Linked DNA regions of Mus musculus: regions 2, 3, 4, 5, 6 and 7 are each linked to region 1. A link is a contact called in public Hi-C, HiCAR-type, HiChIP or PLAC-seq and promoter capture Hi-C data. All regions are on one chromosome and are shown on one strand. Each heading gives the region's core, a stretch centred on a gene start, on an enhancer-like site or on the middle of the called end of the contact. The rest is flanking DNA. Distances are from core to core; before and after follow the strand shown. Region 1 holds the start of Arfgef2 (ADP-ribosylation factor guanine nucleotide-exchange factor 2 (brefeldin A-inhibited)). Region 2 holds the start of Zmynd8 (zinc finger, MYND-type containing 8). Region 3 has its middle 27 kb from the start of Platr29. Region 4 holds the start of Ube2v1 (ubiquitin-conjugating enzyme E2 variant 1). Region 5 overlaps Zmynd8 (zinc finger, MYND-type containing 8). Region 6 holds the start of Ncoa3 (nuclear receptor coactivator 3). Region 7 overlaps Ncoa3 (nuclear receptor coactivator 3).

Region 1 (3,587 bases), core at 941-3,440:
AGGACCAGCGTTCGGCTCCCCAGAACCCATTTTTAAATACAAATAAGCCACTCGTGTGTGGTGGCTCCCTATAGCGCAAGTTCTTGGGAGGCTGAGACAGGGGGTTCTTGAGCAAGCTGGCTAGCTAGCTAGCAGAATTGGTGAGCTTTAGTTCAGGGAAAGACACTGTCTTGCATAAGTGGAGAGCAATCAAAGACAGCCAGCCCGGCAGTGGTGGCACATGGCTTTAATCCCAGCACTTGGGAAGCAGAGGCAGGTGGATTTCTGAGTTCAAGGCCAGCCTGGTCTACAGAGTGAGTTCCAGGACAGCCAGGATTACACAGAGAAACCCTGTTTCGAAAAACAAAAACCAAAAAATAAAATAAAATAAAAATAAATTAAGAAGTTAAAACGTGAAGCCCTATGGCAAGAATGGAGTCTAGGAGGGTTCAGCCTGAGGCTCATGCCTCCCTCACAGCTGCTTTTCCAATGCTTACCCTACATTCCTGATAGAACAAAACCCAACTCTTGGCCCTGGTTTTCAAAACAGAAAAGCTTTAACATTTAGGTCTCAGTAAATCCCTTCCACAGACCCTGAATTTCACAAGATTAGCTGCTCAGGATTACACAGGCCTCAAGCAACCCCCAAGATCAACAACAGTTTCTGACCCTTAGGGACTCTCAAATGCTTCCCACATATTTGAGGCCTGAATCTTATTCACCGGGAAGTGCAAAGCTCACAAATCCATTCCAAGGTCTCAAGTGGACGTTCTCCTGCACCCATGGAGAAGAGTGACTAACAGAAACTCAGCCCTTCTGTTTACTCAACCTTTTAGGACAACAGGCCTTTTAACCAAATCCCATGGATTGCACAGGGCGATGAATTCACAGGGAGACAGCTCTGGTCAAATGTCCTGACGCTCTCCGTCCACAACTTTTTTCCTCTTGAACCTCCACACAGTCGACATTTCTTACCTTTCAGACCTGGGCTCAAATGTCACACTTTCAGACAAGACTACTTTCCTGACCATCCAACCTAAAGCAGACCTCAGGTCCTCTGTATCACTTAAGTCTTTTTTCTGACAGCAGTACTTATTAGTACTGTTTTGTCTGCTCTATCAGAACCTAAGAAGATCCACAGGGACAAAGGATTCCATTTCTCCTTCATAGACATCTCCTCAGTACCTGCTACACAGGCTCTCGAGAAGTAACTAAAGATAGGAGACTGATGTTGGTGTCAACTACCGAGCTTTTACCTAGTTAGGAGCTAGAGACTTCTGTCTTTCCACAATCCATGGATCCATTCAACCAGCAAATATTTACTGAGCAACTACTGTGTGCGAAGCACTGTCATAAATGCACAGGACACCGCATTGAAGCAATCAGACAAGTATCTTTGCTCTACAGAACCTTTATTTTAGGGACCCGCCCTAAAATGAGTAGAAGTCGTACACGCTGTCCAATGCCTGAAATATAGATCATCTTACATCCCTTCCAGGCGAAGCGCCCTGGGAACCCCAATGTTCTCCAGTGAGACATTTCCCAAACAAGCCTCCGGGGTTCCTCGGCACCAACCGGGCAGCTCTCTGACCTGCTCTGATCGCTCCCGTGGGAGAGCCCCCAACCAGCATAGTGGCGCTGAAGGAAAAACTTAAGATCGAGAGCTACTGCTTCAGAGGACTTGGAGATGGTGAGGGGAGGAACCAGGAAACGGGACAAGGAGTCGTGGCAAGGGCCCCAGGCAGGGAAGCTGGAAAACCAGCCGTGGCTGTCACCAACTTGCTAGGTGACCTTGGGCCAGTCTCGGCCGCCCCAACACCAGCTCCCACGGGGACAGCGAGCGGAAGAGGACGGGAGGGTGGGATTCGGGCTGGGAGGAGTGGAGGGCAGCAGGCCCGGAGGGTAACGGCCGGCGTGGGGAAGCCGGCGCGGGCCAGGCCGGGGTGGCTCACTCACCGAGCGCCACCTGGCAGGCCCTACGCAGCTGGGAGTGCTGGGGCCGCTTCACCTCCTTGTCAGCTAGGATCTTCTCCAGGGCCCGGGACACGAACATGCTCTTGGTCTGGCTTTCCTGCATGGCCCCGGCCTGCGGGGGCCGGCGACCCCGCGAGCCGGCGGTGCGAGCGAGCAGGAGAGCGAGGCTGAGGGCCCGGCGACCCGGCCGGCACCGGCCGCGTCCGTGCGCGCCGCCCTGTCAGGAAGAGACGCCCCGGCCCCACGGCGCCGCCAAGTTGCAGCGCGTCACGTGACCACGTGACTGGCGGTGTCGCTGCGTCTGCTGAGCGTCGGTCGACCCTGTGACCCCAAGGGTGGGGGGCCGGCCGGGAGGCGGAGCCAGAGTGGGGTGGAGTTCTGTGGGTGGGGCGGGTGGGCGGGGCAGTAGACCTGTGGTGGGGCGTGGTCTGTTCGGTTGGGGCGGGGCCTACGCGAGTGGTGCTGGTCCGGGCGTGTCTAAGTAGTATAACCGGGCCAGGTAGGGGAGTGATGGTCAATGACTATGAAGGGGAAGAAAATGCAGGTCAAAGCCTATAGACATGGGCAGCCCTGAAGGAAAGATGCAAGTGATCGGAGGTAGGAAGAGACTAAGAGCATGCGCTAGATATGCTGAGAAAAGCGAAAGAGGGAGTAAAGGGGAAAGAAAAAAATCGTAAAAAGAATTAGTGAGGGCTGGTGAGATAGCTCAGTGTTTAAGAGCACCGACTGCTCTTCCAAAGGTCCTGAGTTCAAATCCCAGCAACCACATGGTGGCTCACAACCACCCGTAATGAAATCTGATGCCTTCTTCTGGAGTGTCTGAAGACAGCTACAGTGTACACATAATAAATAAATAAATAAATAAATAAATAAATAAATCTTTAAAAAAAAGAATTAGTGAGAGTAATAATAGTCGAGAGAAGAGAGATGGGCAAAAGGAAGTGAATGGAATGAGAGAGGTGACAGAGAGTAGGGAAGGTCAGATGCCGGATCCAGGAAGGGCAGAGAAATCAGGGATGGAAAGGAGGCTCAGGGAAGTTAAGAACCAGGACTGAGGATGAAGCCAGAAGGGAAGAGAGAAGAGAGAGGAGGGGAGGGGAAAGAAGGGTAGGCTGGAAGGTATATTCACGGTGTCTATCTCTTCCAGATTTGTATCTCTGACAGCAAACCACACCAGCCCTGGACACAGTCCTGCTGCCACAGGAGAGAGAGCTCCTGGCGGGCCAGTTTGTAAGAAGTAATCCTTCTGTCGCTAGAGTTTTACTTGTTTGTTTTGTTTGTTGTTGTTGTTTTGATACAATCCTGATGTGTATCGCCGGCTGTCCTTGACCTTGAACTCAATGTCCTCTCTGGGATGAGGGACTGAGTTGCATATTTTACATACCAAAGCTGACCTGGCCTCCAGGTTCTCCCAGCATCCCTCAGTCCCTACCTGGCATCCCCTGCTCCCAACCCTGAACTTTCCAGCACAAGGGTTGGGCTGCCCTTCTCCTTCCTTTTCACTCAGAGGCAGAGGCTCTTCCAGACATTTTGGCTTCTCTCTCTCTCTCTCTCTCTCTCTCTCTCTCTCTTTCTCTCTCTCTCTGCAAGCACTCTTCCTCTCTTCCCATGGCGACTTGCCTTGCCTCCTTCCT
Region 2 (3,556 bases), core at 985-3,484, 920 kb after region 1:
ACACAACAAGCTTTAATCCATGCGCTCCCCTGCTGTGTATGTATTCTCTTTTCCAATTGGGAAGTTAGGTGTCCCCAAGACCTATCAGCAACTCCGTGTGTTGTCGCCTCCCCTCACCCCCCAAGCCATACTTCATATGGCTGATAGTAGAGTCCGAAGCCACATGAAGGGGAGGGTGCCCGGATCAGGCCTCAGGTTCCCTGTTTGGTCCCAGTAAGGTTTCCCTCCCCAGTAAGAGCCGACCCTTCCCTTTGGGTGAAGCCAGGCCTGTTGTCCTGAGTGCCTTTGTCAGGCCTAGTGGCTCTGGAGTTGTCCCCTGCTGCTATCGACCTCAGCTGGTTCAAACAAAATCCTGTCTCCTTTCCAAAGCCAGGGTTTTGTCCTGCAGTACTGTGTGTTTAGATTCCTGGCTGGGTCTGGAGCCTGAGAGCAGATTCCCCAGCCAGGGAGAGTGCACACTGGCCTGCTGGGCATCTGTTGTCCTTGGGGGGCAGGGAGAGCAAGCCATCAGCTCAGCCCTTCAATTCCTTTGAGGAAACGCCTGGGGAGGCAGGAATGAGTCCTAGTTTCAGTAGCTGAGGGGGACTTTATTGCTTTCTGGGTCCACCTCCTGGTGTCTGGCTGCATCAACTGCCGGCCCCTGAAGAAAGGTGTTTATTTAGCGTCTTTTTTTTTTTTTTAAGAATCTTGTTAATTAAGGATGTTGTTGTTTTTAAAAAAATAGCTAAGAATAGGAGAGAGCCTTGGACAGTTTTTGATTCTCCTCTGTGCCTTTTCTACAAATGACAGTTTTTAGGAAAGAATCAGGCACTGGTCTCCCACCCAGCACCATCGGGGAGAATTCTAAGCAGGTCTGAGGAACTAGTTAATATTTTACTGGGGAGCAGAGCCAGAGATGGGGGGAGTAGGGGGACTGCCAATGTGAGGCTGTGTGTGTGAAATTGCCCTTCCATCTGCCTTAGGGGACGAAAAGAAGCAGTTCTCTGTGGAAATAAATTGAAGCAAGAAGCCTTACGAAGCCCAGGGGATTTGTCTGCCCACCAAACAGGGCCCAGTTTCCCCCCAGAACACACATACAGGGGCGATTGTGGCAGAAAGGGCCAACCTGTGGGTGTGTAGGCCTGACTATAATGGACGGGCTTGTTTCCTGGCCCGGTTTGACATCTTTCTCTGTCCCTCTGGATTTAAATGGCTTCTCTGACTGAGAGGCACTGCCTGTATGCCCTGGATTCACAAGGTCCACGCCTCCTTGGGAAGCAGAAGCGAGACAGCAGCTAGCTAGCTCCCTCTCTCTCTCTCTCTGCATCTGCCCGGAGAGCTGCAGCTGGTATTTTTCCACAGGCCCTTTTCTACAATCTCAGGGCCTAGTTTTTCCCAGCGAGGCCCAGAGTCCCAGAGAGGGTTAACAGGCAGGAAGCTGAAGGCATCACAGACTAAGACGGAAGTCAGATTTTTGTTTAACTGACAGGTTTAGCAGGCCTCATCGGTGGGGGGAGGGAGCAGAGGGAGGGAAGACTTAAATGGAGGCATGTGGCCTGCTAGCAACGCATTTGGCTTTTCTTAGGGTAAGCCTGGAGAGGGTATCTCCCTTGCCATCCTGACAGAGCCCTTTTTGGTTTGTCTTTGAGGATCGGCTGAGGGGTGGCGGTGAGAGGTTAGAGGTCTCCCAGTTTTGCAAATGGCTCTGTGGGCCTGCCTTTTTTCCAAGAGCCACTTTGACCATGACTAGGCAAACTTGATCGCTCCACCTCACAGCAAGCTGCACCTCTCAGCTCCCTGGAACCTGGGTGCCCCTTGCTGATTTGTTGGGGCTCCCTCGGGCTGCCTGTCTCACTCCCCGCGCGCGCCCCCCCCCCCCGCCCCCCTCAGAGGCCTGCGTCTGGCCTTGTCCCTATTGCTTCTGCCTCCCTGGGGCTCTCTCCACCCCTAAGCTCGACTTTGTCCTTTGAGACCCACTCAAGCTGGCTTGTTCTATAAAACGGCCTGCTCGCCTTCTTAGAGAAGGACTTGTGTGTGGGGGCAGGCGTGGATGGGTCAGCCAGCCCACCCCAAAAGGGCCCTTCCCAGTGGCGCGCTGGCTTCAGGCTTTGCTGGAGCAGGTCAGGCTGGCTGCACGGGTTTGCCTGGCCTGGGGGATCGAGCCAGGGGGTGGGAGAAGTGCTTGTGGAGGCCCCTGTCCCAAGTTTTCCCTCCTGCAGAAGGCCTAGCTTAGCCTGTCTTTTTCTATGCACAGGATGGCTCTTGCTCACCCGAGCCTCACAAAGATAATCGCTCAGGAAGTGTTTCAGCCAATCGGCGGCGGCTTTACACTCCGATTGGCCGGGGCAGCCAATCGGGGATGAGCTTTTATTAGGCGGCCAGATCATCAGCCGAAGTGCCAAACCCTTTTTCTGTGAGAACTAGGAGCCTGTCCTCCATGTTTTATAAGTATTGACATTACACAGTTAACAATGCATCCACAGAGGTAAGCTCGGCTTTTTAACCATCTTTTCCCCCCTCCCTCCGAGTCATCGAGTCGTGGACTAGCAGTGTGATTTCTCTGTAGCCTGGCTCTGCCACACTTCCCCCCCCAGAGCACTTAGGGTAACTTGGGACTGTTTAGAGAGATTTTTTTTTTCCTTTTTGGGTCACATGGCTAAGTAGCCATTAGCCATAGCTTGATTTTACAGACTGGTGAGGGCTTGGAATACCTTTATTTTGACCAGGACAAAGAATTTCTGGACTAGTTTGAAGCTAGATCCTGGTATGCCAAAAGAGAAGCTATTATCCCCCCTTCTTTTATTTTATTTTTCCCTCCCTTCCTCTCCCCCCTCTCCCTCTCTCTCTGAACAGTCCTCCCCCTGCACTGTCGGCCGCTGTGTGTCACATGCCTGCTGGGGGAAGAAAATGGAAGGTAAGCCAGAAGCCAGAAGGTCTTCTCCCAGCACAGTTCAGGACTGCCTGTGGCAGAGAGCAGAGCAAGCCAGCTTGCTTCTCCAGAGCGGTTCTGGGAAAGGCTGGGCTAAGTTCTGACAAGAGAGGATGCGTGTTTGCACCAGAAGTCAGGCCTGAACAAGAACAGTACTCAGGGACCCAGGCTGGTTCCTGGGCCTAGGTGGGTGGTGGCGTGTGGACTGTCATCTCTTCCTCTCCAGAGCTTCGCACTCGCAGCAACATTGTTCAGGGTTTTTTTTTCCTCCCCCCGACTTAGCTTGGTACAGAATGTTCTTCAAGTCAGCCTACAGCCAGCAAATGGTTCTGAAAGTGTTTCCTAGCCTCTGAGGGAGTTTTTGGAGTAGGCTTGGTGCCTGGGGGGTTGGGGGTGGGTGGGGTGGGAGTGGGGATGGGGAGAGATTTTGAATAACATCCTGAAGGGGGGAAAAAAAGAGATCTGTGAAGACTCTGACTCCTTTAGTTTTATACTTCTTGCATGATTTTTCCATGGGCTAATGTCTCTTTTATCCTTGTCTCCCTCCCCCCTTTTCAAACATTCTATCATCTTCTGTCTTCTGTGATACAGTGCAGGGGACATGGCTCATACATACCTGAGGCTCATGACAGCATCCCATATCCAGTT
Region 3 (3,727 bases), core at 211-2,710, 850 kb after region 1:
TGGTTCCCTAGAGCTCAGATGACAGATGATCTCAAACCTGGTGACTTTAAACCACAGAAATGAGTCCTTTTGCCGTTCTGAAGACAAAAGACAGAAATGAAGGTTTCTGCAGAACTGGGTTGCTTCGAACTCTCTGGGGAGAGGTACTCCAGCCCACCTCTGTCTCTGGGGTTTGCTAGAAATGCTGGGTGTATTGATTCCTCAACCTCACCCCACCCCCACCAGGGCTTTTCCTCTGTCTTCCCCAGGCCTCTCTCCTGTGTGTCTATGACTCTGAATTTTATCTTGATCTCACTTTGCAGCCCAAGCTACTTTTTAAAAAAATTATTTATTTATTCTATGTAAGTACACTGTAGCTGTCTTCACACACTACATAAGAGGGAGTCAGATCTTGCTACGGATGGCTGTGAGCCACCATATGGTTGCTGGGATTTGAACTCAGGACCTTCAGAAGCTTCTCTTTAATCCCAGCACTCGGGAGGCAGAGGCAGGCGGATTTCTGAGTTCGAGGCCAGCCTGGTCTACAGCGTGAGTTCCAGGACAGCCAGGGCTATACAGAGAAACCCTGTCTGGAAAAGCCAAAAATAAAAAAAAAAAAAAGAAAAGAAAGAAAGGAAGGAAGGAAGGAAGGAAGGGAGAGAGAGAGAGAGAGAGAGAGAGAGAGAGAGAGAGAGAGAGAGAGAGAGAGAGAGAGAGAGAAAGAAAGAAAGAAAAAGAAAAGTTAGAAGAAAGAGTCCCGAGAGTCAAGGAAGGCTCCGAGAAGGAGGCTTTGGTTTCCTGGCCTTCCTCTGTACATATGTGTACATATGTGTGGCTGTGCGTTTGTGCACATGTGTGCTTTCCTGTGCAAGGTCAGAAGGTGTCAGAAGTCCTGGAACTGGAGCTGGAGTGAGCCACCCAAAGGGCCCGTTGACTTCGAAGAGATTTGCCCATCTCTGCCTTCCCCACGGTATAATTACAGGCTTGAGTCACAGAACATGCTCAGGGCATGGCGGCAAAGGCAAGAGGGTCTGAGTCGAAGGCCTTCCTCAGCTCAGAATGGGGAGTTTAAGAGGAATCTAGGCTACAGGAGACTCTTTTCTCAAAACAAATGGAAGAAGACAGTTTTCTTTCTTCTCTCTTTCTCCAGTAGATTTTAAAATATTAGGCACTGGGCTAGGAAGATGGCTAAGTGTGTAAAGTTCTTGCTGCTGAACCTGGCGGGCTGAGTTCAGTCCCTAGGACCCACACTGTAGGAGAGAACTGACTTCCACGCGTTTTCCGAGCGCTCCATGAACACTGTAGTGTGTGCGTGCGAAAACACAAGCAGATAAATTAATAAAGTGTGAAAGAATAAGCGTTAAATATATACCACTCAGTGTGCAATCTAAACAGCTTATCTAAGCAGCTGCGCCCCGACCGCGCCTTCTTCTCCCCGTGCTCCACTTCCGCACCCCTCTAACTTTAACCCCGGTCACTGTCTCGGCGCCGGAAGATGAAGTAGCCATAAATAACTCTTCTGTGAATTCTTCCACAGGAAGTTCAGCCTGATCTGATCCTGCTTGTCAGCGATGAAGAGAAAACAAACTGCCAGGAGGCCCACCCCAGGGTTTCTCCGACGGAGAGGACTTGAGGAGGCCGTAACAGCTATGAGGACCCTTCAGTGTTACCGGAAAAATAAAACCGTGAAGGCTCGGAGGCTGAGCAGTGCTCCTGCCGGTTGGGAGAGAGATCCTGGTTTTGATACTAGAAAGCATAGTAAAATTGATAATTTGGTCTAGCAAAATGGCTCAGTGGTAAAGGTGCCCATTTACAACCCTGCTGGCCCAACCCGAGTTCGATCCCAGAGTCCCTAAAAGTGGAGCTCTGAGTTCTGTATGTATGTGTGTGTTCTCACTATGTAGCCCAGGCTGGCTTCAAACTTGCTATGTAGCAGAGGCTGACACAGCTCACAAAGTCTCTCTCTCTCCTCCTACCTCTACCTGTTGAGTCCTGGGCTTATAGTCAATCAGTTCTAGGTTTTGTACTGTGTTAGGAAGGAGGAAATAACAGAGGGAGACAAGCCAGGTGTTGTGGCGCACGCCTTTAATCCCAGCACTTGGGAGGCAGAGGCAGGTGGATTTCTGAGTTCAAGGCAAGCCTGGTCTACAGAGTGAGTTCTAGGACAGCCAGGGCTACACAGAGAAACCCTGTCTCGGAAAACAAACAAACAAACAAACAAACCAATAAACAAAAACCAGAGGGAGACAAACAGATGTTTCCCCAATCAACCTGTCATGGTGAAACCATGGCTCCCAAAACCAAGGAGTCCCGAAGACAAAGTCAACTGGTATTTAGTGGCTTGATGACTCTGTTAGTTAGCACTGTGCTAACTGGCCAGACTTTGTGACTCTAAATAAGTTACTAAACTTCTTGTGCCTCAGATTTCCCATCAGTAAGTGGGACAGTAATAATACTGTCTATATGACACATGATATGTTATACATAGCAAGCATCATATATGGAGTTCATATGTACATATGTAATAAAGCAGTAAATACACATGTGAAGTATCAGTGTGTACAGTGTATATACATGCAAATCATAAATCATACATCACAGGCCGGGCGTGGTGGCGCACGTCTTTAATCCCAGCACTCGGGAGGCAGAGGCAGGCGGATTTCTGAGTTCCAGGCCAGCCTGGTCTACAAAGTAAGGCCCAGGACAGCCAGGGCTATACAGAGAAACCCGGTCTCGAAAAACCAAAAAATCAATCAATCAATCAATCAATCAATCATACATCACATATAGTATCTAGGTGTGGTGGCTCATGCCTGTATCCCAGTTCTTAGGAGGCCGAGGCAGGAGAGTTGTCATGATTTCCAGGTGGGTGCTAGGCTAGTCTCATCTACATGAACCCAGTATAATCGTAATATATGTAATAGATGATAGACAAAGCCCAGGTTGTTCTGAAATTTGCTAGGCTGGCCTAGAACTCAAAGGGTTCCCCTTGTTTTTGCCTCCCCAGTACTGGGATTAAAAGTGTTCACCCCATACTTGACATTTCGGGGCTTTGTTCATTTGTTTTTGTTTTGTTTTTGGACATAAAGTCTCCCTATGAAACCCTGGCTGGCTGGTCTAAAACTCCATGTAGATCAGGCTAGCCTCAACCTCTTGATAATCCCCTTGCCTCTGCCTTTTGAGTGCTGGGGGTGATAAATATGCCCTGCTTCCTGTAAATCTCTGTCTTGGACTTGGACTACTAGGGTTTGTACTCAGAGCATCCCCGAGAGGCCTCGAACACTGGGAGAGAGCAGGCACTTGCTGTACAGAACAGTCTCCAGGGAGATGTCAGGGTGTGGGGTAGGTGGGAGGCTTCCTTGGAGCAGAGAGCAGCTCCCTGTCAGGCCTTTAGTGCTTGTTAGCGTGGCCTTCTGTGAAAGCAGCCAGGGGCTGGATCCTAATTCCCTCTTTCATTAAATCTTACCACCACTATTAATTACCACAGCCTCTATGGAAATGTAATGGTAGCCTTCCTGGATCACAGAGAGAGCAAGTAGACTGAATATAAAGAAAGGCTTTAAATTGGAGGCCCCGGTGGCTAAGAAAGTACAGCCACCAGCTCTGCTAAGGACAACAGAGGACCATAACTCCAAGAGCCACTGGCTTGAAGAACACTGAGAGGCTAACCTTGATCTCTGTGCATGTGAGTGAATGTGTGTGTGTGTGTGTGTGTGTGTGTGTGTGTGTGTGTGTGTGTGTGTGTGTG
Region 4 (3,375 bases), core at 15-2,514, 830 kb before region 1:
CCTTCCCAGTTTACCTAGAGACCTGGTTCCCTCTGTTCTGTGGGACAGACTCCTAGGCTGGTGTGCATCTTCTGCAGGACGGTAGTTCTGAGCTTACCACGTACTTCCTCAAGAGGAAATGCAGTGGAGCTACCTAGAATACACCAAACAGATGACAAATGGAATGTTCCAGGAATGTCTCCAGCTTCCTTGCCCCTCTGCTGTCCCTCTTAGCAGTATAATCTGCAGCCTATCTGGCTACTTCATCCTCGATTTCCAAGTCCCCTTAAGGGTTTCACATCAAAGGTGGCTTTGTGATGGGTTTACTCTATATGCAGACAAGTGTCTTCAGACCTTTGCAGGAGGCCTTTTCTGATTCTTCCTGGTGCCCTTTATAGGTTTGTCCCCTATCTTATCATAGGTAAAATGTATATTTATCTATTTATATTGGCTTACTTGTTCTCTGTCCAACTAGAATGTAGCAATTGAGAAGAGAATCTCATTTCGTGGAGACATTGCCATGTCCGGCACCAAGCACAGTTCTCCCACATAATTCCATCTCTAAGAAGAACTCTAAAACACAAGCCTGCAACCCCAGCATGAGGCAGAAGCCGAAGAATCAGACAGCCAAGGTCATCCTCTGTATAGTGGGCTCTTGGACAGCTGAGTTGAGAGCATGTCTCGAACAAAACCCCTAAACAAACAAACAAACAAACAAACAAGCAGAATGCATGTCTCAAGGTTGGTGGTTCTCAAGCCCCTAGCTGCACCTTGTCCCTACATGCTTCAGGCCCCAGAACAGCAACAGTGCCGGAAACAAGATTGTACTGGCCCACAATTTGACGCATTCAGGCCTTTCGGTGTTATTTTTCTCCATATACCCCATAACAAAGATCATCTGGCTTGGGGTCAAATTCTGACTCAGCTACTTAGCAGTTGAGTTGAACTTCATCTCTCGCGGTTTCATTTTCGCTACGTGGTGAGGACACAGGGGGACGGAAACAGCCTGGGAACAGGCGCGGGGCTCCACAGCCCTTCCCCCCCATTCTATTCTCCCGGAAGCGCACGGTCACCCCGGGGCCCTCGAGCCGAGCACCTGCACGCCTCCCCCGCGCTCGGGCTGGGCGGGGCTTGCAGGTTGCCCCGCCCTCATGCTCGCTCACTGAAGACTCGGGCAAAGCCCTTCCCGCCCGGCTCCTGCGACCCCGAGCGGGCGTCAGCGGCACCGTTTGCGGCTGCGCCTACACCTGCGCCTGCGCACTAGCGCCCGGAGAAAAACTCAAGGGGGGGTGAAGAAGGGGCCGGCCTTCGAGCGACAGCGACGCAAGATGGCAGCCACCACAGGCTCGGGTGAGCGGGGGCGCCGGGCGTGCTGGCGGACGGGGCGCGGGCTCCCTGGGCTTGGTCCCGGTCTAGCGGAGGCCATGGTGGCCGGGACAGGGCTCCGCGCTGTCCCTGCGGCTGCGTTTGGCTGCTCGGCCGGGCCTGGGACCATCAGGCGGCGGCCGGAAGCCCGGGCGGGGGCAGCCGGGCCGTGGGCGGTGCGGCCAAGCCGGAGGCTCGGGCGCCTCCGGGGGGCGGGGGGTGGGGGAGAGGCCGGCAGAGGGGCCGAGTGTGCTCGGGAATGCCCGGGCGAGGTCCCGCTGGGAGCTGGCCCGGGCGACTGGGAGCCGGGAATGCCCGGCGGGGGTACGCGGGCGCAACCCTAGGGAACACGCACGGAGCCTCGCGGGCCGCAGGCGAGGCCGCCGGGGCCCCGCGTCAATTTAGGGTCGGGGCTGCTCTCATCGTGGTGGTCGCTTCCCAGGGAAATCCGGGCACCTGCACGGGCTGAGCCCGGGCGTTCTGCCGTGGGAGCAGGCCTGGGTTGCAGAGACCAGGGATAGGTTTCAGAAGGCGCGCTGGGAGCCGAGCGCCGCGTTGGATGGGCACGAGCAGGTGCCTAGGAAGCCCTGGTGTGTGTGTCGGGGGGTGGGGTGGGGTCTGTTGGGGCGTGTCGCCATTGGGAAGGCTCCTGCAGTGGGGAGAATGGGATGGGGTGCAGTCCCGCAGATGCTGCTTTTAGAGAAGAAAAACCTCTTCCTGCGGGGAGCGGATGGAGGAAGTGCCTGTCACTCCTAATCCTTCTGCGAATTGGGGGAAAATATGTGGGTTCAACTCAGAAACTCTCCATTATCTGGATGGGTAGGAGAGGAGCAGTGAAATGAGAGCCCTTGGATCAAATGGAAGGGATAGCAAGAGGGTAAAGGGGATGCTCTTAGGGGAGAAGCTCTTGTCGGTCTCTGATGGGCTAAGAAGAGAAGGCCAGATGGGGAGACCCGAAGGGTCTGCTGCCTTAGAACCGGCAACCTGTACTTGATTATGAGCCATGGACTCTGGCAGGCTAGAGAAGGTGGAGTGGGTTTGGTGAAGGAGATCCCCCGGGGTCTGGGAAGGCATGGGAGTCTGCTTTTCCAATGAAGGATTCAGGAGAGAGTGGGTGCTCCCTTCTGGTGTGGGGCTATATCCTCGGGAGTCTGTTGGTGGAGGTGAGCAAGGGGTAAGGACAGGCCACCAGCCTAGGCACTGGTGTTTTGGGGCTGTGAGGCCACCAGAGGAGATGTTGTGGGGTGGGAAGCAGAGAGGTGCTGCCTGCAGTGACCCACCACACAGTGCCTGGTGTGTCCTGGAGAAGACTGCGGAGCCAAGTCAGTCCATTTCCTGACAAACACATGGCGGTGGGCACTTGGGAAGACCCAGTCTGCCACAGGCTGTACTGGGGTGGGATGCAGGGTATCTCGCAGAGAGGTGCCAGGCAGCCAGTACTGGGGTGGCCCTACCAGTCAGCACTGCTTGTCCTTGCTTTAGGACATCTCAGGATCCGGTTTGACAGCCACTTCTAACTTCTGAGGCCCTGCCCGTGCCTCAGGAGTGCAGATAGAAACAGCAGCTCAGCAGCAGCTGCTGTGTACAGAATCCAGAAGAGTTTGGGCTGGGTGAGGCTCAGTGCTAGAGTGATCTGACCAGCAAGTCGGAGGCCCTGGATTCCATCCCTAGCTCCATGAAAAGAAGGAAGCGCACATAGCACAGCTTAGATAGCATAGGAAGGCTTTAGGGAACCCAGAAACAGGCGTTCCTCAGCGCCTGTCTAGTCCACAGATGGTTCCTGGGGCCTCTTGTGTCCTGTTACTAGTAGCAGACAAGGTAGACAGAGCACTGTCTTTAGGTTTCATTCAAACCAGACAGAAGGCCATTCAGGATGGAAATAAAGTGACTCCAAAAAGCAGGAAGTGCTCTGAAGAAAATTGTGTGCTGTGATGAGCGAGTCTGATGAGGAGGGGGCAGGCTTCTCTCAGGGCCAACCCTGGAACTGAGACCAGTGGTGGGAAGAGCAAGGCCTGTGGCCGTGGGAAAGTA
Region 5 (3,879 bases), core at 1,051-3,550, 990 kb after region 1:
CCCAATGTCCCCTAGATAACAGTTCTTGCCTCTGTCCTCATGCTCACCTTCCAGTAGGACGAAGCTCTGACTGGGCCATCATTAAAGACCTCATGTTTGTGGGGCCCTGGGGGAGGCAGATGCAGTTCCCTAGCAACCGTGCTGACAACTGCTTGTGCCTTGGCTCTGCCTGGCTCTTGTCCTCCAGGAGTTTCCCTCTGATCATGGCTGAGACTTGGCCATTTGGTTCTTTACCATTCTTTTGGGGGAATGGCTTATATGTGTGCGTGACATCTGCTATCCTATGCCTGCATCCTTTAAGGGACGTATACAGATGTGGCTTCATCTTGTCCCCTTCGTGAGAAGGACAGTGCATTCCCATGAGCACTTGAGCAGCACGGGGGATTCAGCTTTGTACCAGGTTACTTAGAGACCTGCCTCCACTAAAGGGGGTCTGGCAGTTCCCCCCATTACCCAACCGCTGTTTGCTACTTAGAGACTAGCACCCCAGTTTGGCCATCTCCTCTGTTCTTTGAATAGACGCCCCTGCCTTGATTCCTAGGTTGAAGTTCTTCACTTGTGAATTCAGTAGAGAATTCTCAGCTTTTTTTTTTTTTAAAGGGGGGGGGGGGCACTGGCAAGATGGCTCAGTGGTTAAGAGCACTGACTGCTCTTCCAAAGGTCCTGAGTTCAAATCCCAGCAACCACAATGGTGGCTCACAACCACCCAAAATGAGATCTGACACCCTCTTCTGGTGCATCTGAAGACAGCTACAGTGTACTAATGAATAATAATAATAAATAAATCTTTAAAATAAATTAGTTTTAAAAAAAGGGCAAAAAGACAATGTGTTCAGGTAAAGCTGCCAGCATTGCCCAGGAAGGATGAAGATGCAGATGCAATTAGGGCTGAGCCGCACCCCCCACCCCCAAACGTGTGCACTCCCCAAGGCTCTGGCCTTCTGGACTTGCCTCTTTACACTTGGGGAAGCCCCAGCCTTCTTGTTTGGGTCCCATCTGGTTTCTGCCTAGATACTTGGCTTCTCCGGGCCTCTGTTTTAACCGCCCCATCTCCCAACCCCCATCCATCATCAGCCTCAGAGTTAGCTCTGTGTAAAACCCGACAGTCTGCAGGTCTTCTGCCTTCTTTGGACCCTAAAGTCCTCTGCCTTGCTGTTCCCACCGGAGACGGTGTGCGTGGCTGAGCTGTGCTGATGTTTTTTCCTCTTTGACCTCAGGCATAAATGAGATCTCAGAGGATGTTTATACAGCCGTGGAGCACAGCGATTCCGAGGACTCCGAAAAGTCGGAGAGCAGCGACAGCGAGTACGTCAGCGATGAGGAACAGAAGCCCAAGAATGAGCCCGAGGACCCCGAGGACAAAGAGGGGAGTCGGGTGGACAAAGAGGCCCCTGCCATCAAAAGGAAGCCCAAACCCACAAACCAGGTAGAGGTCAAAGAGGAAGCGAAGAGCAACTCTCCTGTCAGCGAGAAGCCGGACCCCACACCCGCCAAGGACAAGGCCAGCCCAGAGCCTGAGAAGGACTTTGTAGAGAAAGCAAAGCCATCACCTCATCCCACAAAGGACAAACTGAAAGGAAAGGATGAAACGGATTCTCCCACAGTGCACTTGGGCTTGGATTCGGACTCGGAGAGCGAACTTGTCATAGACTTAGGAGAGGATCCTTCTGGGAGGGAGGGTCGAAAAAACAAGAAAGATCCCAAGGTGCCGTCGCCTAAGCAAGACGGTAAGTCACACAGAAGTCACACGGGCTCTGACTGTTGTTTGATGTTGGCACGAGTCAGGCCCTGCACCCTACCACCAACCCACTATGACAGGGAATGTCTCAGGGTCCCAGATTGGTACAGACGGCCATGATCTGCATATGACCCTACCTTATCCTCAACACAGTGAACCAGAAAAATATATCCCACGGGACTTGAACCTGTTTCCTGTGAGTTCACTTTAGCCTTAAGTCTGCTTGCTTAAGGTTTCACATGGTTCCGTTTGGCCTCGAATTACAAATCCTTGAGCTCAGATTCCCCCTGCCTCTACCTCCAGTGTGATAGGATTAGAGGTATTTACCATCATACCAGATTTAAAAGTGCTGGTGATTGAACCCATGGCCTCACAACCAGGCAAGCACCATCCCTTAGGAATTGCCCTACCGCTGAAAACGTAAGAGACCTCATTGAGTACCTACCGGACATGACTGTCTGTCTGTCTGTCCTATGTGCGTTGAGGTATCTGAGCCCTGGGATTCCCTGGATTTCTTTGCTCCTTACAGTGGAGGTGGTGTAGGTGCAACTCTGGCCTCTAGCCACTAGATGGTGAGAGCATCCGTCCACCAAACATGTCTCCTCCTAGTGGGCAGAACCTACCAGGCTGAGGACCACAGCCTGAATTGCTGGAGGCTTGGTGCCTATTAGGAGGAGGTGACTATGTGCAGCAGTGAGCATTCTGGAAACTAGGCTGAAAGGGCTGGGTGAAGAGTGTCCTTCCCCTAACAGAGTCATAGCAAGATTTTGGCTGGGAAAATGGGTGGCTGGAGGATGCCAGTAACATCCAACAACATCCAAGATCCTGAGTGGTCCATTGAGGGTGGAGGGGCGGCATCACTTAGGTGCGGCGTGTGTTTGGTGATGGATAGCCAGGTTTTTTTGTTTTGTTTTGTTTGAGTGTCTTGTTTCTGATAGGAGCTAATCTCTCATCGTAACCAGGAATAAGGTGGGAATTGGCGCCTGCATTGCTGTAGGGAGACTTACAGCAAGCCCTTGCTGGGCTTTGAGAACCTTTCTCCCTGTGAGATGCCTAAGCGGGTGGTCAAGAATCTCAGTTCTTACCCTGTGGCAGAGAAAAAGGAACGGGATCCCTGTGGTGCTGTGGTGGTGGGGGGGGTAAGGGCGCCTGAGCTTCCACCAAGGCCTGTTGAAGGCCTCGGAAATCTGCCTAGGGTAGAGAGCCTGCTTGTTAGGCCTGACCTTTCCTCCATGCAGGACTGTGGGACTCCCCTTCTCCCATGACACTCAGAACCTCCTATTCTTTCCGAAACAAGCTTTTTTTTTTTTTAAATGGTTTGTGTGTATGTGTGTCTATGTGTGTGTGTAGGTCAAAGGACTACTCACGAGTCAGGTCTCTCCACCACATGCATCCTGAGAATTAAACTTAGGGCAGCTTCCTCAGTGACAAGATTCTCTGCCACCGAGGGACCTTGCCAGCCTTGAAACGAACCTTTCGATTGATTTGCCTTCTGCCCTGGCTTAGGGGAAATTTTTTATATTACAGATAGGTACTAGCATAGGTAGGTGTGGTAACCCAAACTTCTAACCCCAGCATTTGGAGGTAGAGGAGTAGAGAATTCAAGGCCAGCTTCGGCTACATCAGACCCTGTCTCAAACAAAACAGACCAAGCAAAGCGTGCCCTCCCAACTTCGGGGGATCGTGAGCAGGAGCTTTCACTTTGGTCGTGAGCTTCCTATCAGTGAGAGCAGAAAGATCCACGGAAATTGGAGGTTATGATTTTAAGAAGTGTTAGCATTCTGGCAGAGCTGTTTCTGGATGTGATGTCTGAAGGAAACAGCCAGGATCTCCCGCAAACCCCGAGTTGGTGGTAGGTTGAGTGAAAGATGATTCTAGAACTAAACACAATCAGAGAGCAATTTCCCAAGGTCTGAGGCAAAACTTACTTCTGTAAACCGGTGTCCCTGTGAAGCTCCTTGGTGGTGGGTGGATGGTCTTTCTCCGAGGTGGCTAGGCGATGCTCCTAGCTTCTCTACAGCCATGCTCCCTCTGGTCCATCCTGAAGTGAAGAGGGTTGTGGAGTGCAGCTACCCAGCTCAGGAGCAGATGTAGACAAAGCCTTATGACTGCCCTTCACTGTGGGTGTTCCCATGGAGGGG
Region 6 (3,456 bases), core at 754-3,253, 810 kb after region 1:
AGCCTAACAACTATTGAGATTTTTTAAATTCATGTCAATCAGTGCACTAGGTGGATGCCTGATGTCCACAGAGGCCAGAAGAGGGCGACCGATCCCCTGGAACTGGAGCCATAGATGGTTGCTGGATGCTGCGGGTCAATACCAGGTCCTCTAGTAGAGCAGTAACCAATGTTCTTAAAGCTCTGAGCCATCTCTCCAGCTCCTGCAAGTTTAAAATAGCAAAAAAAGAAAACACTACCCCTCCCCAGCCCCCGTTCCTGCTCTCAGTATATACCAGCTGGGGTTTGTTTCTAATGAAAATACTTTAGTCTTTAGTTCCAAAGCCAAACTTACTGCAAGAAATGCTAACAGTCATTGCCACAGACAGGGTTTCTAGTGGAAGAGATTCCTTTTTCAGTATTTTCAGACCTTTTCAGTTGGGTATCCGATGTGGAAAAAACCTATTCTGAATACTTGATAACCATTTAAGGTTTTAAAAGAACAAACGGCTCACAAACTCAGAGGTTTGCACTGCCCTGTTAGTCCACAGCCGTATCTGCTGAAGATCTGAATGCATGCACCCTTAGCTCCAGCAACTCATTTCTGCAACAACCTGCAGGAACAAATGCTGAGGCTTTGGCGCAGCAGAGATCTGTCAACCAAGCCGAGGGTCCCCGACATTTAAATCTCAGTCCAGAAACCCTGATACAGGACCTCTCATCTTATTCGTCCACCTAGCCCTTCAGCAGACAGGGGACTGACTCGCCTTCCTGGTTTTTAACCTCACAAGCTTAATTACAAAAACAAGTTGGCTTTGAAGCGCTACTCAGAAACTGCAACCAAAAAAAAAAAAAAAGGAAGTCTTCGCATTTGGGAGGGGGAAAAAGTTTCTCGACTTAAAGACACTTTCCAACCTTCCAGTGTCATACAGTGTGGAGTCCTAGGCTCCTGCTCCGCGGGCCTACGATGCTCTGGCCTCTCCGAGCTGCTCTCCTGCTTAACTTTTCCACCCTAGCCACCCTCAAGCTGCCTAGGGAAGTAGCACTGCCTCCCACTTCATTTAAACTACTGCAAACAGAATCAATGAACGAACCTAGACTGGGAATTTCAGAAGATGAAAGCGACCTCGATGATAGCCGACACAAGACGGCAGAGCCCCTATCCACGCCGCACAGAGAGGGAGAGACCCCACACTCATCCCATACAGACGGCCGACCCTGCATCCACGCTACACACACCTCGGACTCCTCATCCGCCAAGCATCCACCCTGGAGACATCGCGGACCCCGCATCCACCCGGTCCTCGCCCCGCACAGACCGCAGACCTTGCACTCACCCCTCGCACCTCCACTCACCCGGCACACACCAGCACACACCTCGCACACCGCACTCAGCTCCCTCGCCCAGCATCCACCCTGCAGACCCCCACACGCAGCCTGCATCCACCCCACACACCTGGCGGACTCCGGGGCCACCCAACACACCTGGCACAACCCGCAGACCCCCACATCCATGCCACACACCCCGCACACGCCACAGACCCCACTCTCACCCCGCACACACCCCGCGGGCACCGCACACTCCGTGTCCGCCGCGCCCGCTCGCAGCGGAGCCGCAGCTTCGGCCGGAGGAGCCGCCCGTGTCCGCTCCGCCGGGCGGCGCCGGCGGGAAGAGGAGACTCGGCTGAGCTTCTCCGACCCGAGATTCGGCGGGGGGAGCCCCAGCGGCAAGCAGAGGCCGCGGCCGCGAACTCCTCGCGACCCTGCACGGGCCCCGGAGCCCAGCGCCGCCCGCGCGATCCCTGTCGCCTGCGCCGCGCGTTACTGGCGACCCCAGGACCCCCGCCTCAGGCCATGCCGCCGGCCTCGCCCGCCGCTCGCCACTGCCTTTCTCTCCACTCACCGCTCGCCGCCATCTTCCCCAACGCTGTTCTCGATCGGAAACTCACAGCTCAGCCCCGGCCGCCGACACCGACTCCGCCGAGGCCGCCGCCGGCGCTCTGAGGAGCTGAGGCAGCCGCCGCTGAAGCCGCGGCGCGGGGGCCGCCGGGATTTGTAGTCCCGCGGCCACGCCCAGCACTACGGGTCCCAGGGGGCCGTGCGCGAGGCAGGGGGCGTGGCCGCGAGGCCTGGGTTCCCCTCAGCTCACCCAGCCGCTGGAGGTGAAGAGGACGTTCTGGGTTCGTTTTCCCGTTTGCCTGTCTCCATCCTGGAATTCCTGACTTCAATGGAGTGTTCATTGTGCGCCAAGCACCGTCCCACAAGACCAGTAGCTGAGGGGGCGTTGTCCTTACTTTTCAGAGGAGCAAACTGAGGCCCGAGGTCAGGAGCCCTGCTAAGTCACTGACTTGAAAAGGTTTCGGGCCTTGCGGTGATGGCACACGCCTTTAATCCCAGCACTCAGGAGGCAGAGGCAGGCGGATTTCTGAGTTCGAGGCCAGCCTGATCTACAAAGTGAGTTCCAGGACAGCCAGGGCTATACAGAAACCCTGTCTCGAAGGAAAAAAAAAGGTTTTGGCTCACAAGGTGTTGGTCCTCAGGTTTGGTCTCTGCGTATTGTGATTTAAACCAGAGAACAGCTTGCTTTACAGTGGGAATTACTGAGAGACAGCACCTTAACCAAGAACATCTTAAACTCGGTGCCACCAAAGGTGACTCAAACTGTCACGCCATGTCCCCGATAGGATGCAGTGCAGAAAGCAGAAAACTACCAAGTTAAGTGACCTGAATCTAACGGAATAGGAAAATAAATAAATAAATAATTTTTTAAAAAATTAAAGCGCAGAATGTGCAGCATTCTACAGAACCAGCCTCTCCTCCAAGAAAACCGATGGTAGCAAGTGAAGGCAATCCCAGTGACCCCATGGCTCCGGGGCAGAAACAGAAGAAACAAAAACTCAAAGTCCTCCTTCAAAGCAGGGATTTAAAGCCAAGTTGGGGATGGGGGTGAGGGGAGTCTGACCAAAATAAATAAGGCCAAAGTTAAATTCAATAAATGTAGGCCAGGCTAGACTCCAGTTTAGAAACCTGGCTGCCTCTGCCTCCCTAGTGCTGGATTAAAGGCATGCACTAGCAACCCCGGTTTATGGATAGTTCTTAGGTAAAAAGAACTTGTAAAGGAATTTGGAGTTAATGGGAAAAAATAGAGGACGTCTTGGGACACAACTGTATAAAATGTCTTCAGTGTGAATAAGACTAACCCTATCCTGAGGTTCTGCTGTCACCTCAAGGATTTCCCACCTGCACTACTTTACTGTTCTGCAAGTGTCCACTGTTTACCCTTGGAGTTATTCCCACAGCAGCCAAGTCCCAAACCTGGTGTGGTGGTGCACACCCTTAATCCCTGTACTCAGAAGGCAGAGGCAAGTGGATCTCTGAGTTCCAGGCCATCCAGGGCTACATAGAGAAATCTAATCTTAAAACTAAAAATAGTAATAATAATTCTAAATGTAACAAAAGTACATTAAAATAAATAATT
Region 7 (3,574 bases), core at 1,013-3,512, 800 kb after region 1:
TGAAGGCAGGCATTTCGGCAAGCAAGGCACGGAAGGTAAAGATGCAGTTAACAGTGAGCAGCAGAGGGCAGGGGAGGTTGACAGGGAAGCCTTCAGGCCAGAAGAGAATTAGGGTGAGGAGAAAGGGATAAATGGTTGAAAATGTAGAATATGTAGAGAGGGCTGGAAAGGGAAGTCATGAAGAGGTCAGAAGACAACAGAATCTAAGAAAGAGATGAGACTCAACAGGGAGAACCCAATGACCAGGGTAGAAGCCTGCTCCAGCATAGTTATTCCGGTCCAGAAACAGTTACTTGCGCATTAATATGGCTTTATCTCTAAGCTGGAAGCAACTCAAGAGTGTGAAGCACATCTGTTATCACTCAAACCCTCATTCCTCACTGGAGAAGCACGTGTGTCCTTACAGTTTACTCTGCAGGGCAAGGATCTGGTTCATTGTTGTTTTGGAGGTATTTTGTTTGTTTTCCACTTTGTATTCTGTATTCTCTTGAGACTAGGTCTTTACTATGTAACACTAGCTGTCCTGGAACTGTAAACAAGGCTGGCCTCAAAGCAATGTTAATCCTCCTGCCTCAGCTTCCCTGGCACTTGGGAGGCAGTGGCTGGTAGATCTCTGAGTTTGAGGCCTGGTCTACAGAGTGAATTCCAGGGCAGACAAGTTAGAACTACACAGGAAAACCCTGTCTCATAACACACACACACACACACACACACACACACACCCCAAAAAAAAAAAAAAAAAAAAAAGGAGAAGAAGGGGAGAAAGAAAGAAAAGAGTTGTCTAGTTAAAATCAGCAAGGTGGGGTAGCTGAACCCCCCAAGCTTCAGGCCAACCTGAGCAGTAGAGTGACACCATCTCTCAAAAGTAAATAATTAAGTTTAATTCATAAAGGGTGGCTGGCCATTCCTCAATGGCACTCTGCCTTGTAAGAGATGAAGCAGGACAGGCTTAGGTTACAGTGTATCTTGTGATCTGCTCTTCCATACTTATCTTGGTCAACTTACAGAACCTGGGCAAATGGGGTGACCTGCTCACTTGAGTCTAAAGAATGGCTAACTTCAGGAGGAAGCCTGCTGATCTTCTACTGCACTAACAGGGACCTGCATAAGCTAATACATTGAATAGTTTCTAAATTGTAGCAAATGAAACCTGGATCTATCCGAACCTTTATGTTTTACTTCTCTGAGCATTTTACACAAAATAAAATTCTATAAATTTATATAAATAAAACTATTAAAAAAAACTGTTGCAGCAGATGTATTATTGTAAGTCCACTATAATCAAAATCGTTTGGAATCGTGAAACGTATAAATAATTTCCAAGATCAGCCTTTCCAACAGTGTCTCCCCAGGCAACCCTAGAGCAAGCCCAGCCCCTAGGACGGGCAGCTCCGCGCTGCTCGCAGGAGTGGCAGATGCCATTTCTCGCTGACAGGAGCTTCAAATTCCAGTCAGGCAACTGCAGTCACAGTCCCACTGAATCAGGAATATAAGCGTGCCTGCATGTTATTATGGGAAATAGTGGAAAATTTCACAGGCTGACATCCAGAACGTCTGCGGCTCCTTTTCATATTTCTTCCTGCGAAGCAGTTATTAGACCAGTCAAATTTTTTTAAAGCTGGAAATTTCCACTGTTCTTTTTTAAGTATCCTTTTTAGATGTAAACTAAAAACTGTTCCAAAATTCAAGTATGTCAAAAATAATTCAGATAAAATAACTACTTAAGTGAAGGGAACAGTAAAAAACCTGGGGTCTCCATCACCTTTGGGAGAGAGACACATCCATTGAGACCCGCAGAAGCTTAAAGGTACAGTAACTTAATATGAAGGCTACAATGCTACAAACACTCTGAGATGCTGATTTTCTCATTTGCATATGCCTCAAGCATTCAAAAGCTAACATAAGTCAGTAGACAGTGAAGTAGAACCCATGAGACAAGACCAGCATTGTGGCAGGAGCCCTTAGTCAGAGCTGCTCCGGAGGCCCAAGCAGGCAACAACATCAAGACCAGCATGGACAGCAAGATCTCATCACAAAAGGGGGTAGTAAGATGCACATCTCTTTATAGAAATACATTCTTCACATCCATATAGCCCATATTTTTAGGGCTAGCATGTACCTACTCTGTGCCAAGGGTCTGATTCCTAGAGCTGAGTGTTTCCAGCATGGAGAGGAAAGCACAGCAGCTGGGAAACACAGCTCACTTGGCAGAGTGTGGGGCAAGCATGACGCCTTGGGTTTGGTCCCTAGCATCACATCGAAAAGCCAGGCATGGTGATTATGCCAGAACTCAGGAGGAGGAAGAAGTCTCCAGATTTAAGGCCAGCCCACAGGACATGTGACATCTCTCAAAAAAAAAAAAAAAAAAAAAGGTGGGGATTCTGTTTTATTTGTTTTCTTGATTTTAAGGGAATATAAAAAATCATAGGCAAGACACTCTTTGCAGTGGCAGAGGCAGGCCCTGAGTTTCGCTCCTGGAACATACACTGAGAGCCAGTGTTTTAGACAGGTTTTCAGCACCTTTTCATGAGATCACACTAGAACATATGTAATACTATACATTTTAACTTATATTGGGGAGGAAATAGACAAAGATTATTTTTCCCCCTTTCAAACAATGGCTCATGCAGTCCAGGCTGGTCTCAAATTCTCTCACTAGGTGCAGAGGATGACCTTGAACCTCTGACCCTCCTGACTCCTCCCTCTCAGAAAGCTGGAATTAAAGCCTGTACCTCCCAAACCCAGTTCCTGCAGTGCTGAGCATCCATCCCCGGGCTTCCCGCTAGGCAGGCACTCTAACTGGGCTACATCCTGAGCCAGACAAAGACTTGACTCATTTTATTAAAGGGATAAAAAGACTACATTCCAAACCATTCAAAAATCAAAGCTGACTTTTAACAGTCAAATGCACTAACTAATAAGGTCTGCTTAAGATGGGCTGGGAGATGGCTACATAGGACAACGCATCTGTGACGAGCTATGAGAACAGAGCTTAAATCCCCAGCAGCTACTCAGAAGCCAAGTGTGCAGCTGAGTGTGTGTAACCCTGCACGCCTAGGGGAAGATGGGAGACAAGACAGGACAATCCCTGGAAGCTACAAACAACTAGTCAGGCCTGTACAGTGGGAAAGAACAAAGGACCTCGCTTGAAGCAAGGTGGCCTTTGACCTCCACATACATGCATATATGCACACACAGGCACACAGATAAACCTTTAACCTTTACCCAAGACAGGGGACGATGGTGCACACCTTTAGCAGGAGGCAGAGGTAAGTGGATCTCTTGAGTGTGAGGCCAGCTTAGGCTATATAGACTATATAGCATGTTCTGGGCCAAACACAGCTGCAAAATGAGACCGTTTCAAAAAACAAACAAACAAATAAACAAAAAACTGTGGACATGTGGTATGCTTGTAATTAGAGCACTCAGGATGCCAAGGCAGATGGACATGGCAAGTTCAAGGCTAGCCTATACTACATACTAAGATCTACACTCCCTCCCCCAAAACTAGCAATATATTATGCTTGTATAACTTTTTAGCTTAAAATTTTAATGACTTATTTTTATTTCATGT

The links. Promoter capture Hi-C pulls out the DNA fragments that hold promoters and counts their contacts. Hi-C and Micro-C count contacts between places; a contact is called where the count stands out from the background. HiCAR-type assays count read pairs that join an accessible place to other places. HiChIP or PLAC-seq counts read pairs in DNA pulled down with a chosen protein or histone mark. Capture Hi-C pulls out chosen DNA fragments and counts their contacts.
Region 2: a contact with region 1 is called in a promoter capture Hi-C map of liver, with 4 times the contacts expected there. The contact joins the promoter of Zmynd8 here to the promoter of Arfgef2 in region 1. A contact is called at or near these places in 8 of 39 promoter capture datasets (the 3T3-L1 cell line, the C10 cell line, hematopoietic stem and progenitor cells and 3 more), 11 of 115 datasets of contacts at active chromatin or transcription factors (T-cell acute lymphoblastic leukemia, astrocytes, bone marrow-derived dendritic cells and 8 more) and 2 of 9 other capture datasets (adipose tissue and liver).
Region 3: a contact with region 1 is called in a Hi-C map of B cells, with 11 read pairs. The contact joins the enhancer-like site here to the promoter of Arfgef2 in region 1. A contact is called at or near these places in 4 of 39 promoter capture datasets (the C10 cell line, embryonic stem cells and pre-B cells), 1 of 484 Hi-C or Micro-C datasets (B cells), 6 of 115 datasets of contacts at active chromatin or transcription factors (bone marrow-derived macrophages, embryonic midbrain, extraembryonic endoderm stem cells and 2 more) and 1 of 9 other capture datasets (adipose tissue).
Region 4: a FOXA1 HiChIP or PLAC-seq map of pancreatic cancer cells shows a contact between it and region 1. The contact joins the promoter of Ube2v1 here to the promoter of Arfgef2 in region 1.
Region 5: a HiCAR-type map of embryonic stem cells shows a contact between it and region 1, with 3 times the contacts expected there. The contact joins the enhancer-like site here to the promoter of Arfgef2 in region 1. A contact is called at or near these places in 6 of 39 promoter capture datasets (the 3T3-L1 cell line, the C10 cell line, the SN4741 cell line and 3 more), 1 of 484 Hi-C or Micro-C datasets (cerebellum), 3 of 115 datasets of contacts at active chromatin or transcription factors (embryonic forebrain, embryonic stem cells and pancreatic cancer cells) and 2 of 9 other capture datasets (adipose tissue and liver).
Region 6: a contact with region 1 is called in a promoter capture Hi-C map of pre-B cells, with 4 times the contacts expected there. The contact joins the promoter of Ncoa3 here to the promoter of Arfgef2 in region 1. A contact is called at or near these places in 7 of 39 promoter capture datasets (the 3T3-L1 cell line, embryonic stem cells, hippocampal neurons and 3 more), 6 of 484 Hi-C or Micro-C datasets (cardiomyocytes, cortical neurons, embryonic stem cells and 3 more), 16 of 115 datasets of contacts at active chromatin or transcription factors (bone marrow-derived macrophages, cardiomyocytes, embryonic basal ganglia and 12 more) and 4 of 9 other capture datasets (adipose tissue, liver, macrophages and 1 more).
Region 7: an H3K27ac HiChIP or PLAC-seq map of embryonic stem cells shows a contact between it and region 1, with 4 times the contacts expected there. The contact joins the enhancer-like site here to the promoter of Arfgef2 in region 1. A contact is called at or near these places in 6 of 39 promoter capture datasets (the 3T3-L1 cell line, hippocampal neurons, liver and 2 more), 8 of 115 datasets of contacts at active chromatin or transcription factors (cardiomyocytes, embryonic stem cells, fibro-adipogenic progenitors and 3 more) and 3 of 9 other capture datasets (adipose tissue, embryonic stem cells and macrophages).

What each region holds. Positions count from the first base shown.
Region 1 is chr2:166,804,184-166,807,770 of GRCm38.p6, reverse strand. Arfgef2 (ADP-ribosylation factor guanine nucleotide-exchange factor 2 (brefeldin A-inhibited)) reads right to left here and starts at 2,190. Exons shown (of 39, transcript NM_001085495.2): 1 at 1,936-2,190. The coding sequence starts at 2,056.
Region 2 is chr2:165,883,516-165,887,071 of GRCm38.p6, reverse strand. It overlaps Zmynd8 (zinc finger, MYND-type containing 8), which reads left to right and starts at 2,234. Exons shown (of 23, transcript NM_001363020.1): 1 at 2,234-2,464. The coding sequence starts at 2,451. 1810021M19Rik (a long non-coding RNA gene) reads right to left here and starts at 1,343. Exons shown (of 3, transcript XR_866948.2): 1 at 1-1,343.
Region 3 is chr2:165,952,759-165,956,485 of GRCm38.p6, reverse strand. No RefSeq gene overlaps it. Among named protein-coding and RNA genes, the nearest start is that of Platr29, 27 kb to the left of the region's middle. Within about 2 kb of position 1,460, at least 133 of the 459 cell types and tissues checked have an H3K27ac peak or open chromatin away from gene starts, as enhancers often do. A contact at or near this core is called in B cells, adipose tissue, bone marrow-derived macrophages and 2 more, where this site is marked.
Region 4 is chr2:167,629,894-167,633,268 of GRCm38.p6, reverse strand. It overlaps Ube2v1 (ubiquitin-conjugating enzyme E2 variant 1), which reads left to right and starts at 1,264. Exons shown (of 4, transcript NM_023230.2): 1 at 1,264-1,329. The coding sequence starts at 1,308. It overlaps Gm31852 (a long non-coding RNA gene), which reads right to left and starts at 795. Exons shown (of 3, transcript XR_375265.4): 1 at 436-795; 2 at 15-133.
Region 5 is chr2:165,810,197-165,814,075 of GRCm38.p6, reverse strand. It overlaps Zmynd8 (zinc finger, MYND-type containing 8), which reads left to right. Exons shown (of 23, transcript NM_001363020.1): 14 at 1,218-1,727. Among named protein-coding and RNA genes, the nearest start is that of Gm11465, 69 kb to the left of the region's middle. Within about 2 kb of position 2,300, at least 10 of the 459 cell types and tissues checked have an H3K27ac peak or open chromatin away from gene starts, as enhancers often do. A contact at or near this core is called in embryonic stem cells, where this site is marked.
Region 6 is chr2:165,991,184-165,994,639 of GRCm38.p6, reverse strand. Ncoa3 (nuclear receptor coactivator 3) reads right to left here and starts at 2,003. Exons shown (of 23, transcript NM_008679.3): 1 at 1,882-2,003. It overlaps LOC115489489 (soluble scavenger receptor cysteine-rich domain-containing protein SSC5D-like), which reads left to right and starts at 859. Exons shown (of 2, transcript XM_030252296.1): 1 at 859-2,300. The coding sequence starts at 946. The coding sequence ends at 2,037.
Region 7 is chr2:166,008,394-166,011,967 of GRCm38.p6, reverse strand. The region is part of intron 1 of Ncoa3 (nuclear receptor coactivator 3); the gene reads right to left. Among named protein-coding and RNA genes, the nearest start is that of Ncoa3, 18 kb to the right of the region's middle. Within about 2 kb of position 2,262, at least 67 of the 459 cell types and tissues checked have an H3K27ac peak or open chromatin away from gene starts, as enhancers often do. A contact at or near this core is called in adipose tissue, embryonic stem cells, fibro-adipogenic progenitors and 2 more, where this site is marked.